Linked DNA regions of Anas platyrhynchos: region 2 is linked to region 1. The links are chromatin contacts, called in public Hi-C maps. All regions are on one chromosome and are shown on one strand. The core of a region is the stretch at or near the end of the contact, and the rest is flanking DNA. Distances in the headings are between cores, read along the strand shown. Region 1 overlaps EYA2 (EYA transcriptional coactivator and phosphatase 2). Region 2 has its middle 20 kb from the start of SLC2A10.

Region 1 (7,491 bases), core at 2,118-4,617:
GCATCTGCTCTACAAACTTGTTTTTCTGGCCAAGAAACTTTCATTATTGACCCCAAAGAAATGGGCCTTAGATGGTTTATTGGAAGCATACTTTTAGTATGTCCCTTTGACATCTTCATTCTGTTAAGGAATTTTTTTCTAAATACACAGTAACAATGATGGCTTTTGGCAGTTTTAGTAAATCTAATAATGAGGACATTACTGCTGCTTCTCCAGAAATTTGCTATTTAATAATTTTATTAAGCTAAATTAGCATAGATCCTATGGGGCAGGTAGCAATTAGCTATGATGCAATGCAGAGGTTTTAAAAACAGTCTCTGTTCTTGAGGAAGCTCTGTTCTGCACACAGAGGCAGAGCAGGAGGTCTGCTCAAGTGCAGACACATTGCAGGATGAAACTATGTGAGTTTCTACATGAAAGACCAAGAGGAAAAATTCCTCCTTGTCTGCATTATGGCAGATTATTACGGTCTGGCTATGCCTTCCTTATACAAAGTGAAAATCCTTTTGAATATATAGTGAAATCCAAACAAAGTCATGCAAGCAAAATTCTGTCACCAGCTGAGAAACAGCTGTATAGTGCTGAAGAAAAGTTGTTTTAATTTGCAATCAGTAGAAATGATGTGAATGAGTCACCTACAGTGAGTAGGATGGGTTTGTGCTGTGGGCACCTTGGAGTCAAGAGTACTGCTTGGAGGAGTTTGGAGGAAAAAGTTCTGGGATCCCTCGGTAGGCTTCTGCGGACTTTCACTTCACTTGAAAAATGAAGGGTTTGTTTCTGTGCTGAATAAAATGGGATAACTTTTTCTGTGCCTGATGAGTTCAGTGAGAACTTCTGATTCCTTCACTGCTTAATTGTGCTGTGTTCCTCCACACATTACAGGAGGTGCCTGCTTTCCTGCCACCTGTCTCCTTACAATCTGGGGGTTTGCTTACTGAGAATTATCTGTTTGTTTTTTTTCAGTCTTCCCTTTTGACTCATGCTTGACAAGTGAAACAAACTAAACTTTTTTTCAAATCAAAGACAAACCAAGGTGTTTCAATTTTAGCTGAGCATTTCAGTAATTAAAGTGATGGATAAGGAAAGATTCAAAAGAAGTGAATGTCCCTTACAAAATTCTGTGTTCCAAGAACAGAAGTCATCCATCTCTGTTCATTAGCCATCCTACTCCTTGGTTTTGGATTGTAAATGAAAGTCAGGCTTGAGCGTTCACAAAGTGGTATTTAAGGGTTGTACATCACCAAGTGCTAGGCTTGAAAAAGACACAGTGAATGATATTCTTGAGAAAAAAATAGATTAAAAAAAAAAAAAGCACAGAAGCTGCTTCAGTTCTAGACCTGAAAAGATTACCATATGCATTAGCACCATCATGTGGCATAACACTGACCTGTGCAACACAAAATAAGCTAAAATTGTACAGGGCTGAAACCATTTCTGATCATATTCTGTAGTGGGGCCAGGTGAAAGAAGCTGTAACAGAGAAAGCGGTAGGATTGTCACCCTGTTCAGTACTAAAGCAATACTCTTGTTAGGAAATACTAAACATAGCAAGACATTTCTCTGGCATAAATCCTTCCTTAGCCAAGTTCAGGCATTTTGGGGGTGCCCAGCATACTGAAGCAGCTAAAGTATGGCTGCCTCAGTGTGGGGGACAATTGTGAGGGAGAAGAAATGTCATCTCTCCTCACCAGAGAGGCAGGTTGGACAAGGAAATCAATTATTACCTTGTTTTGGCAACGGGGGACTGGTTTATTATGCTGTCTGCAGTTTTCAGTGCTGTGCAGAGCAGAAGGTGCTGCCAGGGTATAAAGCTTTGTTGAAACATTCCTAGAAGGTGCCTGATGAGGATAAATCATTTGCCCATAGATACAGCAAGGGTCACACAGTCCTTGCTAGCATTTATGTAATTCTCATTAGCCTGGTAAGGCTGTGACTGGACAGCCTAGCAAAAAATTGGCTTCAAATTCTGAGTGAGGGGCCTGAACTGGAAGTAGTTGTTTGTTTGTTTTTTTCTATCAAAGCCACGTGATTCTTGCCTTATGCCGAAATAATGCTATCAGGCTGTGGCACATCGTACCTCTTTTAATGTTTCAGCAAGACAGGAGAGAGAAATAGGGCTTTCCTCTATGGCAACACACTGTCAACTTGTCCAAGGAAAATAGGCAGCCCTTTGTTTTGCTGCTCTTACATTGAAAACTAAGAAAATGAAGAGAATGAATTACTGCAGTTGATGCAAGCTGTCAGCTTAGTGGATGACAGATGAATAAATAGCAGGAATTTTCAGAGCTTGCTTCTGTAAAAAAAACCTGCCAAATGAACACAGGAGTCAGGCCACTGTTATTCTGCCTTCGCCTCACATGTGCCATAGCCTTGAACCACACACAGTGCCATCCTGCTCCCTGGCACCCTGTTGTTGGCCAGGGTTTTGTATGTTTTCAGGGTCTTCCTGGGTGGGATTCAGGCAACTTCTTCCTGGATACATTGCCTGGAAGTGTTTTTCCTGCTATGCCAGAGAAGGGGAATCTTGGGCGTGTGTGAAAAGTAGAACCAGCAGATCCATTCAAATAAGCTGCTACAGCCCAGCCTCTCTTGGTGCTGCAGCGTAGCAGAGGCCCATTTCCCACAAGATTCACACCCAGCCCTCAGGATAGCAGGAGGCTGATCCCCAGTTTCCAGGGCAGGTGGGTGAATGGAGAAGCCCTAGGCCTAGACTCTTACCAAATACTTCTGGTGTTCTTACAGAAAGGGGTTCTCTGCCAGCAAGTTAACTCTTGAGTAGTAGAACTTAGAAGATGGATTTATTTCCAGCAGATTTGGGCAGGAGGAGGGTCGATACTTATTAAAACACAGCTTAATGGTGTGGCTGCCCTGTAACAAAGAATGAAGGCACCAAACCTTGACAAGGGCAGCTTTGAGGACATGCAGCCACACAAGTATTGCCCTGTTCTGGAGGTTGTTAGAAGCACAACCCAGGCAAGCGAGAGGCATGTGTTTGCTGAGCCGCATTTTCGAATTATAAATATGTGGGTGTACCACACTAATTCACCTACTCATGTAGCACTTTGGTGCTTGTTGGACACATCACCTCTGACTGCAGTTGCAGTACAGGCAGGTTAGATCCCTGCTGTCTGCAAATGCAGGCCATACAAGGTGTGGCCTATAAAGGGCTCTGATCACGCTATAGACTATATGAGTAAATACACTTGAAAGGAAATCTTCTCACTCTTTGTTCCCTTTTTGGGAAATCAGGCAGAATAGGAATTGACCACGGTTACAGATCATGGTGAAGCTCAAGTATGGACTCTGGGCTTTTCAGGGTTGTGCTTTTTCTCCCAGGCTCCTTTTGTTTACAGTGCAACACAAGCTAGAAAATAGTACATTTCATCCTCCCTCTGGAGATATCGTTGCCTAGCACTCTAGAAAGCAAGTGTGAAGGACAGCAGGACCAAGAAGGGAATGAGGAATTAGCAAACAAGGGGATTAGTGTGTTTACAGGTTATTGCCTTTCAGAGCCCTCCCTGGAGGTTTCCTGTTCTGGGAACTGTTAACCCCCTATCCCCACCTTAAGACGAGATGCGAGATCAAGTGATCAGTTAATTCATTAGATGTTTTTTAAAATTATCTAACACAGTACCGATACAAAAATGGACAACCTGTATGTCTGCAAGCTGTTTCTACATGTGCAAGAGACTAACCTAGAGAATATGCAGAGAGAGCAGAAGTAGTAACTGAAGGAGCTTCTCCATGCGTCCTCAGAACGAGCTTGTATTTCACAAGGAAGCAGCAGAAGCTTTTTCCAAGCCTGTGGTACCATTTCAAAGCTGTGCTAGCTCAAGCACCTTTCTGTGTGGGTCCAAGGGCTTGCTCCCATCTGGAGGCAGATTGTGTATCACTGACTGGCCTGGAGATGTCACAACAGTAAGAACAGTTCCGTTCCAGGAGCTTGGAGGATTGACTAGGTCTTACACGTTTGACTCAGTTACAGGTTGCACATTCAACAGATCACGTACCTCTGAGATCCTAGAGTATTGTTTTAAAAAGTCAGCAGATGTGGAAACTGGGTTTTCCATTGCAGACTTCCATTCAGACATTCTGGACCTTCTTTTCAGCAGCCCAGATATCCTGCCCTGATTCCCCACTCACTAAGATCTCAAGGAAATTCTGCGAGAATGAAAAATTAGTCTCGTAACCAAGTAGTAAAACACGGTCCACATTCTTGCTTTAACCAGCTTCCCTGTGTTTTACCCAGTAACATGATAGGCTCAGCCGGCGGACTATGAGGTAGTGTCTCACCAAGTGTCATGGTATTTTATTAAGTCAGAAATGTGATAGCTACTGTTGTCACACTTCAGTGTACAGAACAATTCATTCACAAATGAGAAAAACAGATCCCTCCACAAATACCTTTCCCTTGACTTAATGCCCTGCATCACACAACTGAAATGGAGTGGGCTGCATCAATATTATCCCAGCATGGCTCACAACAGCTATGGAGAGGGGGGCTTAAAAAATGACAGTGGGTGGAAGAGAGAGAGGTGCCAGCAGAAATCTGCAATACAGTTACTTGGTTCCGGTTATACAGAGTATACACCTCAGTCATATGTTGATGAAGAGGACTGAGGAGACAAGAACAAGATAAAATTGGATGACTTGTTGAGAATTATCTAAAACAAGTTCTGCAGAAAATGTCGTGATTATGAGCAAGAACAATGCGTGACATTTTGCGATTGATATCAAGCTTAGTTACTTGTTTGGGGATTTTTTCTTTTTTGGATGGGCTAATTTAAAGTAATTCGTAAAGCCTATAATTATGTAAGGTAGGTGATTGTGTGGTTTATAAAATACTGTCGTGGTAAAGGATAACTGTTCCTTAGTTAGCTGTAGTTGTTCTGACTTCAGTCTCCTTATATCAACTGTGCTTTTACTTCTATTGAAAATCAGCCAGAACAAAGGGTAGTGTTTGCCAGCTTGAAGGCTTTGTTTTCTCCTTACCTACAAGGATCATGGAGAAAAGAGATTAAGGCAGTAGGTAGAAGCTTACAGATTTTCCTCTCTCTAATGATGGTGTTAAGACTAGGAAGGAAACAATAGAAACAACATTTCTCAAGTTTTTGAGGCAGGGCCTCCGTGATTCAAACAATGAAGAATTTTGCAAGATAAGATCTTGAGTACGTACTTCATGCAGGCTGAGCTCTAAGTGTACCTTCTGGTTAAATTTCCTGTCCGTGGATTTCCTCATTACTGACACATTATTTCTTAACTCTGCAGTACAGGGCTATGAAAGGGTGCCTTCTTCAGTGCTTCTCTGCACATCAAAGGAAGCTGAACCCCCTCGGTATGCCCTGGGAAAACACCAACAGGACAGGTGTCTCTGGAAATTTCTGAGACAGATCTCCCCTTGTAATTATGTGGGGATACACCTTCTGTCCAAAGAAGTACTGTCACAGTGGGAGAGGCTGCCAAATCTGTGCCTTATCATGTATAACAACATTTACAAAACAGTTTTCCTGGCTAAAAGACAAGCCCCTCTCTCTCCCTCATATCTGCATAGGAAGGAATTCCACTTAGTGCGTTATTAAGGAGCTGTTGTGCCTTTAGATAACAGCTTGTCTCACACACAGTTAGTTACTTATGCAAGTGCTGTGTAATATTGTTTATAACAGTCAGCTAGCTATACTGTACTAGACAGTGTTGGCAACGTGTAAGATTTTCTCGTAGCATTAGCCTTGAAGTCATTTTTCATTACATGAAGTGTTCTTTAAAATGTTTTTTCAAAGTATTTATTTACTGATGTATTTTTTTCATACGCTTCTCAGGACTGTGACCAGATCCACATAGATGATGTATCGTCAGATGATAATGGTCAAGATCTAAGGTATGGGATCTCCGGGTGGAAGCTGCAGGCCAGGTAGTCCCCAGCTGTTTGAAAATAGCAGGGGTTGGTCAGTGTTGTAAAAAAACTTCCTTGGCCATGTGCCTTCTCCCCTTCCTGGCTCCATGCTGTCTGCAGTTATTAAACACACAGAAGTACAGAGCTGGTGTTCACACATTAATTTGCCTGTGCCTACTGGCAAGCCCTGACCTTGCTCAGCTTTGAACCATTCTAGGAATTATGTTTAAAATTAGGGTGAACTTTGCTCTGACTACACTGGTTTCCAACATGATTTGGCCAGCCAGTTGGCACAAGTGTAGCCAAACCCTTTCAAAACCAGACTGAAAGGTTTCCCACTGCCCAATCTGTAATAAATGGGCTTACTTGTATGGACTGTGGTCCTTGCCAAAGCCACAGCCTTGTCACTGGTGTAAACATACACCAAAACTGCACTAACTATTAATATTGCCTGTTTAAGTTCATTAATCATGTACATAAAAACTATTTTTGTACGATTACATTTACCTTTCCCAAAGTTTTGCTTGTAGTCACTGTGATCAGTGCAAGAAAAAGATATGCAGAGCTCTTACAAAACTTTAGTTTGTGTTTTTGTGGATGGTTGTTATGAGAAATTGGTGCAGAAGCAGCATAGAAAACAATGGAGCAGTTTTCTAGAAAAGCTTTCTCCTTCTGTAGAGAACACTCAAAAGATTTTTTGCTGAAACTGAATTGATGGTTTGTGCTTTGTAATGCACTGAAATGGCACATGCATGTTTTGGTCCTTTGGCTCCTGTGGCTTGTTAGCAGGTGAGTCTGGATAAATATTCAGACATTGATTAAAATAATAATTTGGATTTTATCTCAATCAGTGCAATTACTTTGAGTGAACAACAACAACAAAAGCTGTAAGCTAATAGTGTATCATGAATCCTGTGAAAAGCCCCTAAGTGGTTTCAGTTGTAGATACTTCTCATGCTTATGGTTTGTCTGTGCGGGATATGAAGTTGAGCTAACTGAAATACGTTAAGCATGTTAAATTTATCTGGATGTTCTAATACTGAAATAAATTGGCCTCAGAGCTTTCAAGAAGGGGAAATTACTGCATAGTAAATCAGGATGTGAATGTAGATGCACTGGCTACTGCCCCAGTGAGGTACCAGAAGCACTTTAAGCTGAGCTGGCTTCAAGATGTAGCCCAGGAACGCTAGGTCTGAGTCTCTTAGCATTTCTGTCTCTTCCCTTGCTCTGGTTCAGTTTGTCTGACTCTGCTGGGTGTGTGAGCTGACCCAGCAGACTGTGTCCCATGAGTGCAGCTGCCCTCTTCAACTGCAGCCCAGTCTGCCTTCTGCTGAAGCTCTGAAACCCACCCTGACGCTGCCATCCAGCAAACATGTTAGAATAACGCGAGCTGCTCCATACCCCACCCCCAGCCATATTCTCACAGAATTGATCCAGCTGAAAAGCAACTTCTTTGCTTGTTTTTAAACTATATTGTCTTTAAACTGGAACAGTTCCCTGATCTGATGCACCTCAGTGCTAAAGAAATGTTTGCACTGATACAAAGCGAGGTGCATCAAGGAGGGCTCAAGACAGGAACAAACACCTGGAAGACAGGCTTG
Region 2 (7,491 bases), core at 2,821-5,320, 160 kb before region 1:
AGAAAGACAAGGCTTGCCTAAATGGATAAGTAGCTTTGAATTGTAGCTATGCAAGTAGCCCACCAGCACGAGTGGCTTCCCTGCAGGCGTGCTTCAGTCTCTTGGCTGTATATTTAGCTGTGCAAACACCAGGGGCTCCCCCACACCTGTGGGTGTCACGTTGGTGCCCAGCAGGACTCTACAATCCTTTTCTGCTGGCAAACATCCCTGGGGATGTCTGGTGGCCCTGACCATTCCCAGGTCCAGCTGCCCCTTCCCTGAGGAGGAGGAAGGTCTACGTGCTCTGCCACAATGCAGTGATGCTGAAATGGAGAAAGTCACTGGACAGCCCATACCGCACACTAATGAGTACAACACAGCGTCCCTGAGCACTAATGAGTAATAAAGTGCCCCACAGACTAAAGAGCCCCCAAGTACTACCAAGGGCTAAGTAGTCCCCAAATACTCACCTCTCTCTCGGGTCAAATTCCACTCTTTAAACCAATCCCCATTACTTTTTGCACATAAGGCTGCGGAAAGCCTCAGAGGGGCTGTTAGGGTCTATTGTAGGGGAATAAAGCATGTGTCAAAAAGATTTTTAATGCCCAGTTAAAAATGGCCTAAACGCAGCCTGCAGTTACCTGATAAGCTGCAAGGTCTCTACTGGGATAAATATTTTGGTTTTTAAATTGTCTCAGCCCTTGCACACTTACAGGAGACTGGCTTGGCCATAAACTAAAGCTTTGTTGAGTACATTAAAACAATATTAAAAGCCTGTCTTTTGTTCCATAAAGACTTTTAATGCTTGTTGCTTTTTTCCTTATAATTGTTACGACCAGTAAATATTGAACATGTCGCTGTGCTGCAGAGTTCTGTACCTCAGGGCAGATAACGGCTTCGGTGCCCTTCCCAAGGTGTAGGTACCAAAAATGCTCAGGGAGAAGTTAATGTGCCCACAGCTACACAACGGGGCAGTGCCAGAGGACGACACCCAAGTCCTATGTCCGCAGGCTCTGCTCATTGCAAGAGAAAAATATTCCTATTAGTGCAAGTTACTCTCTTTCTTTTTACAGGGAAACCTTAGAGACTGCTCCACTTACCATTTCAGTTAACCCTTTTTTGTGAACAACTGCCTAATTCCTGCATGCTGCAGTGCCCATTGCCATCGCACCACTGCTGGATTCTACGCAGATATTTGGACATCCACGAGTAGGATATTTGAATAGGTAGAGGATTTTTTCCCCCCCAAACTGGTCTGTAATTCATTCAAAGATTCAGTCTCAGCGTAACAGCCAAGAAACCCAGGGTTCAAGCTGAGACAAGGTGTTTCTTCCTTCCTGTTTGTTCCTGTGCTGGAAGGGGTCTCTAGGGCGGAACAGCCTCATGGGGTTCTGCTGCTATTGCTGGGCTTTGGGAAGTGTTTGCTTAGTGGCAAGTGGGGCCAGCAGACAAAATTAATGGCATCTGAAGTTCAGTGTGAGCCTTGACTTTCAGGAATGCAGCATTAAAAACAAAACTTAAAACTTCCATATTGCAAAACCTATTAGCTGCTTTACCATTTTTGCAGTCATGCCAGTTTGCTCATACTGGATCTTTTACCAGAGCATGACAGCTCATTTGTTTAGCTTGGGCCAGGCTTAAAGCTCTGATGAAGCCTAATCTTGTGACCTGTATTTACTTTGGCCGGGGATGGCTTTTGCACAGACGACTTCCTATCCTTCCTAATCTTTCCCGCAGGAAAGAAGCTGGGAGTTACAAGCGGGGGGGAGGAAGCAAAGCCAACCAGACAGGCTGCGGAAGAGAAACAAGCACTGCACATGTCGGTGAAGTGGGTCAGGTTCAGGGACCTTGTCTGTTAGGGGAAGGAATTGAAAGGGGAGTCAGCACCTCTGCTGTCATCAGCGGGGATGCATCAAATCCATCATCAGCCCCTGGAAGCTTACCCATCTGGAAATACGGCTGGCTGCGACATCTTTGGGCTTTTGCGAGTGCTTAGGGATGGAAAAGTCTTTGCTTTGCTCCAACTTGTAAAACCTCCAGCTGAAGCTGGGAAGGGCTGAGCTGCTGTCAGCCAGGGATTTGGCAGCGAGGGGCTGCTCACAGGTTGCTGCTGCCCATCTTGTACAGGGCTGGGAGCTCTCTGTGACCAGGGAGCCAGCACGGAGCCTTCATCCCAGCAGCTTCGCTGGGTACTGACAACCAGCACAAACTCCTGTGTTCCTCACCTCCATTGCTTCAGGGCCTGATCCCGCAGAGGGCACAGCAGCATTCACAATGCAAATACTGCCCAGGAGCAGGCTCCCATGTATCACACCAGTGTGAGCAGGTGAGGTCTGAGCATGCTGACACCAGGGATACAGCTCGCCCTGGGTCCTGTAATGGGGTGAATGATGCTAGTGACACACCAGACTGCTTCCTAAAAATCTTTCTTACATTTTGAAGTAACGTGGCAAGTATAAATGCAACCTTCTAATCCAGCAGCAAGACACTATACACCACGCTGGCACTAGAAGTGCTGGTGAGCTTCACAAAATCCTTGCTTTATACTCAGAAATAGGGCTGCAAGTTCAGAGACATAACAATGGGGCTGAGGACGTTTGCAGAAGACAAAAAAACAGCCAGGTTTGGATTCAATTTGGTATCTTGGGCTTAACCAATTCCCACAGGTTGAAATAAAAAATTTGGAGTAGCTGGAAATATTCCTCAGCTTCATTCCCATGAAAGAGAAAGTACTTAAAAGCATTCTAAGGTTAATGGGAACATGATGAAAGAACCATTTCTGTAGAGTAGCTTTTTGATTAAATGCCTCCTTTAAATGCATTTTCCAAGCATTATAGCAGAGAAATTTGGGACAGGGTTCAAGTCTCTCCCAAACTGCTGGAAAGCAAGTGGTGAGGAAGCAATCTATTGTGCTGCTGCTGAGAGGCTCCGGTTCACAGTTTGAGGACTCTGAGCTGGGGCTGCCAGGGACCAGCACCCATGGAGCAAGTCACCCATTGATGGGGAAACAGAACACCTATGTTTGCCCCAATAAAAGCCCTGAAACCCAGGCTAGTGTGGCCACCTGAAAGGCACATGTGCACTGCCCGCAGGGATTTGTCCAAGAAGAGCATCTTCCCAGAGCTGGCTGATGCTTTTTGCCTCAGAGGAGAAAGCTGGCATCCTAAACCTTCCCCAGTTGGGCAGCTGGGGAGTGCAGGTGCTTGTTGACCCCTCTAATTTGCATTTAAATAGCAGGCCATTACCGTGTTTTATTGCTGTTTACAAATATTTACTTTGGAATGGATTGTTTGCAATGATCTTTTTAAGAATGCCAAAACCACTCTCAATGCTAGGAGACTGTGTGTAAGGGCCACTGGATTTTAAACTATTTAAGAGCAGCTTAATCTATGCCACGTATTGGGTTTAGTTCTGTAATACCCAGTTTGCAAGGTTACCTTGCAGCAAAACTGAGATCAGTAACAATAAACCTTAAAGTGCTTCCATGCAGATATCCATTTCCAACCCAACGGCTTCAGTTCAGAGAGGGATGTGTTTTATGCAGGACACACACAGAAGTGTTGTGTGATTGCTGGATCTGGACCTTACAGCAGCAGCTATTTTCTACCACTACATAGTTGTTCCATAAAGCCCTGATTTCTAAATGACCTCCCAAAACTGAATTCTGATCTCCCTATTGATAAGCTCCTGACCCCTTCTGCTCCACTGCCACCCTGCCTGCAGCTGCTTGAGCCCAAAGGTGAGGGCACAGCAAATCAAATCGATTGCACACTCCCATGCTATGGATGTTAGCGAACAAGCTCCTCATGACCCTTCACCTTTCTGCCATGGGAAAATGTTGGGAGAGTCATTTCACCCTGCTTTGGGGAGCAAACAGCAGCAGCTTTACATCACAGGAAGAACTTATATTAATGCCCACCTAATGAGTACGCTTCTCGGCAAAACCTACATCTCGCAGTGTAGTTAGGCAGTCATGCAAAGCACTGAGCTGGCCTGCCAAAGTTCTCAGGATTCATTAGATGACTGTGGTAACAAGGCAGAAGTTTTGCATTTCTATTGACTTAGTTTTAGTGCTACAGAAGGCACTGGGAAGAGCAGGCAGAAAGAAAGGCTCTGCTGATAGACTGATCAGGCTGAGTCAGTGAGAAGTACTCACAGCAAAGGAAAGCAAATAAAAGGGCTGCCTGTGGGCAGTGGCGGCTGGGAGGCTGGGCTTGCCATCCTCTCTGTGTTTACCAGGACACAGCTCCCACCACTGGCTGCCCCGTGCTTGCAGGGAGCAGCAGCTCCTGGGACGTGAGGGATGGCTTCTGCAGAAACCCTTTGTACCTGAGCAAGAAACAGCCCGAGGCAGCAGCCAGTTCGTTTGTGCCCAGCTCCCAGACCACACCTGGGAGCCAGGCTGCAGTTACAAGGTGTATGTGCGCCCACATAATTACACACCAGTGAGCTCCTGCAGCTCCCTCAGCTCAGGAGAGAGGTGGGATGCAAAGAGTTGAAAGCCAAGAGGAGTAGGTGATGGGTGCCTTTATTGATTACCTGTTGATCTTTGACCATTTTTCCATGAAGGGTGCACATAGAGAAAAGCAAGACCTTGCAGCTTAGGAGCATTCCCAGCACATTTGCATTCAGGTAGGAAACTGTGCTAATGCTCAGGCATTGCAACACCTCTGAAGGCCACCACCCCTGGCCCACAAGGAGCACCAACGGTGCTCAAGCAGTGCCCAGCAATGGCACTTCTCCCCTCTGAGACTCTGCCCTCAGTTTCCTCTGACAAGCACATTCTGCACGACCAGCATCCAGCCTGAGCCAGCACGGCCGTGTGTTTGCAGCAGCCCGTGGTCTTTCATTTAGCAGTGACCTTGGCCAAGGTAACATCAGTTGTCAAGGTGTGACCTGGCGCGATCCCTCACCCCCAGGGCTCCCACCGGCCGCAGTGGAAGCTGCATGGAGCAGCTCCAGGCTCAGCCCCAAGCATTCAAACATCCCGGCGTGTCTGCTCGGACTTCTGAGGAGTGACAAATTACCAGGAAGGGCTCCCCCTGCACCCCAGCTCTGCTGCGCACAGCAGAATTCCCCCGTGCCGCATTAACAGCTAATAAAACAATAGAGCTTTTAGTGGTGGACTTCAAAGACATCTCGGGCAGATGAATGAATTTAGCATTTCTTCACTTACTGTCAGCGCTGGGGGAGAGAAGGGCAGGCTGAGGTCGAAGGCTTCAGCAGGCAGCGGCAAACAAATACAGCCTGGTATTCGGGCTACTGCAGAAAAATGAGTGGTGAACCAGACAAGCAATTGGCAAGCACCAAGTTTTCCTTCTCTTTATCACCGCTCATCCGCTTCTGCTGCCCCTTTTATTTATTTTTTTCTCCCTCCTGTACTACAAGACCACTCTGGAAAACGCAATCAACATTTAAAAACCTCCAAAATTACACCTAAAGCATGGGTCAAGTCACCAGCAGCTCATTACAGTACAGAGAATCTTTATGCAGCCTGGCCCAAACTCAAGCAAACGTAATTATTTTCAGACACAGCAACACAATTGTATTTGGTAATTCTGCCTTGAGGTCCCGCAGCTAATTTACAACCGTGTGTCCATCTACAAAATGGTTTCTGCAAGCCATTAGCTCATTGTCATGTTCAGTCACAATAAACATCTATATGAATTAAGCTTTGAGTTGTGCAACCAAGAGTGGGTTAATATTGCTTAAAAATTATTTGCCTTTTAGGAGCCGGAAAAGGAAGTATGAGAAAGCAAGAAGAGCAGGGAGAACAGCATTTGCTGTGAATAGTACAGAAATGCCATGATTTTTACCAGAGTTGCAGCGGACTGAGGTCACGTTGTGCCATCACAGCTGGCTCTGCCTCAATTGCCTGACAGCTCTTCCTTCACAGAGAGGGGTTCATTATGCCTGGGGCTACAGAAGAAATGATCAGAGCCTCCCAGGTGGGATGTTGGCTCTGGAAGACAAAAAGGCAACACAAGATGTAAGGAGCAGCGCAGTAACAGGGGCAGCTTTACCAACACTGGGGACCTCTGAACCTCTGTGCCTGTTCCAGACTGGGCAAGGACCACCTGGCATTGAAGACCAAGCTCTGGCCTCACGCACAGGAGTGAGGAGGCTGCCAGCACCCACCTGGATTCCTCCAGAGGTCAGGCACTGAACTCCAGAGAAACCACTGCAATAGGGCCGCTCCTTAGGTAGCTCCCACCAGCAAGGCTGTGCCAGCCAAATCTTGACCTTGGATGGAGCCTGCGGGGCAGTTTGGAAGGGATTACAGGTGGAAGAGATCTTAAACACATGAAGCATCGTCTTGTAAGACTGCAACACAAAAGAACTGCCACAAGTAATGCAGCTCAGTTTTATATTTCTCCTCCATTTTCTGGCCAGCTTTTTTTAAGCCACAGCCTTTACTCCCATACAATATATGAGGAAGAAAAAAAAAATCTGCTGGTTTTCTGTGTTTTTCTTTATCCTGACATAGTCCATGATATCTGAAACAGGATATTTTTTTTTTTTTTTTGAGGTGCATGTTTTAGCCTCTTGAATACCATCAGCTATGTTCTAATTTCCAAGTCCAGTGCAAATGACTTGCTCTGGAATATGACTTTCACGATTGCTATCACTAATGGTGCACTCACACACGGTGCCAAATTCTCAAAGCATTCTCCACTTGGCTGTCCTACAAAACGCTTCAGCAGAGGACACTTTCCAAGCGCTCACAACTGCCGTGCAGTGCTGGGATTTGCACGCAGCCGGCTCATGCGGAGCTGGGGCATTGCTCAAAAGCAGCACACTCACAAGCGGGGAGGGAGGCGGCTTCCTGATAACTGAGCTGACAACTTCTAGGTTCTGTAAAACCAGACCCTTCCAAGAATGCCCTTTGTTCAGCGCTAGCAGTCAGTTGCTCCATTCAGTCTCTCTCCCTGCTTGCTTGTAATTTATTCCTTCTAAAAGTCTTGCCTTAGGCTAGCAGAAAATTAAAACAAGGAGCCAGATTTTCTTTTTTTCTTTTATTTTTTTTTCCTCACTTTTGCTCTTTCATCAAGAACAGTGAAAATTTGGCACAGTTGAATATTTTGTTCAGTTCTTTCTTTCAGGCTTTGAAGTCCCCTAAAGCCTTGGTAGGAGTCTAGGCTTCCACTCACATCTGCTTTCCATGAAGCCATTTACCGCACTTTATTTGTGCCATATTAGATTTTTCAGGACAGGGACAGAACTAACGAAGCATTTACATTCCTGGGAAAGTGGCATATATACAACTACCACGTTACTCTGATAGAAACAAACTGCAACTGACATATTTCAAGTTCTCAAGAAAGCAGCCATGTTGTACTGCAGTCAGCAGAGGGTCCAGAGCCAGTGGTTACTTGGTGAAAACTTTTCTTTTTAAAGCCCAATTAAAACTGAACACCCTTGGCACAGTTTTAGTTTATACAGTTACCAAAAGATACCTTAGCACCTGTAAGGAAACAGAGGAAAATGTCTCATAAAAGGGGCAGCTTGGAG

The links. Hi-C and Micro-C count contacts between places; a contact is called where the count stands out from the background.
Region 2: a Hi-C map of liver shows a contact between it and region 1, with 1.9 times the contacts expected there. The contact joins two enhancer-like sites. A contact is called at or near these places in 3 of 8 Hi-C or Micro-C datasets (liver, skeletal muscle and subcutaneous adipose tissue).

The regions. Positions count from the first base shown.
Region 1 is chr21:4,153,672-4,161,162 of IASCAAS_PekinDuck_T2T, reverse strand. It overlaps EYA2 (EYA transcriptional coactivator and phosphatase 2), which reads left to right. Exons shown (of 16, transcript XM_072026630.1): 11 at 5,817-5,875. Among named protein-coding and RNA genes, the nearest start is that of ZMYND8, 85 kb to the right of the region's middle. Within about 2 kb of position 3,367, at least 3 of the 8 cell types and tissues checked have an H3K27ac peak or open chromatin away from gene starts, as enhancers often do.
Region 2 is chr21:4,316,125-4,323,615 of IASCAAS_PekinDuck_T2T, reverse strand. No RefSeq gene overlaps it. Among named protein-coding and RNA genes, the nearest start is that of SLC2A10, 20 kb to the left of the region's middle. Within about 2 kb of position 4,070, at least 2 of the 8 cell types and tissues checked have an H3K27ac peak or open chromatin away from gene starts, as enhancers often do.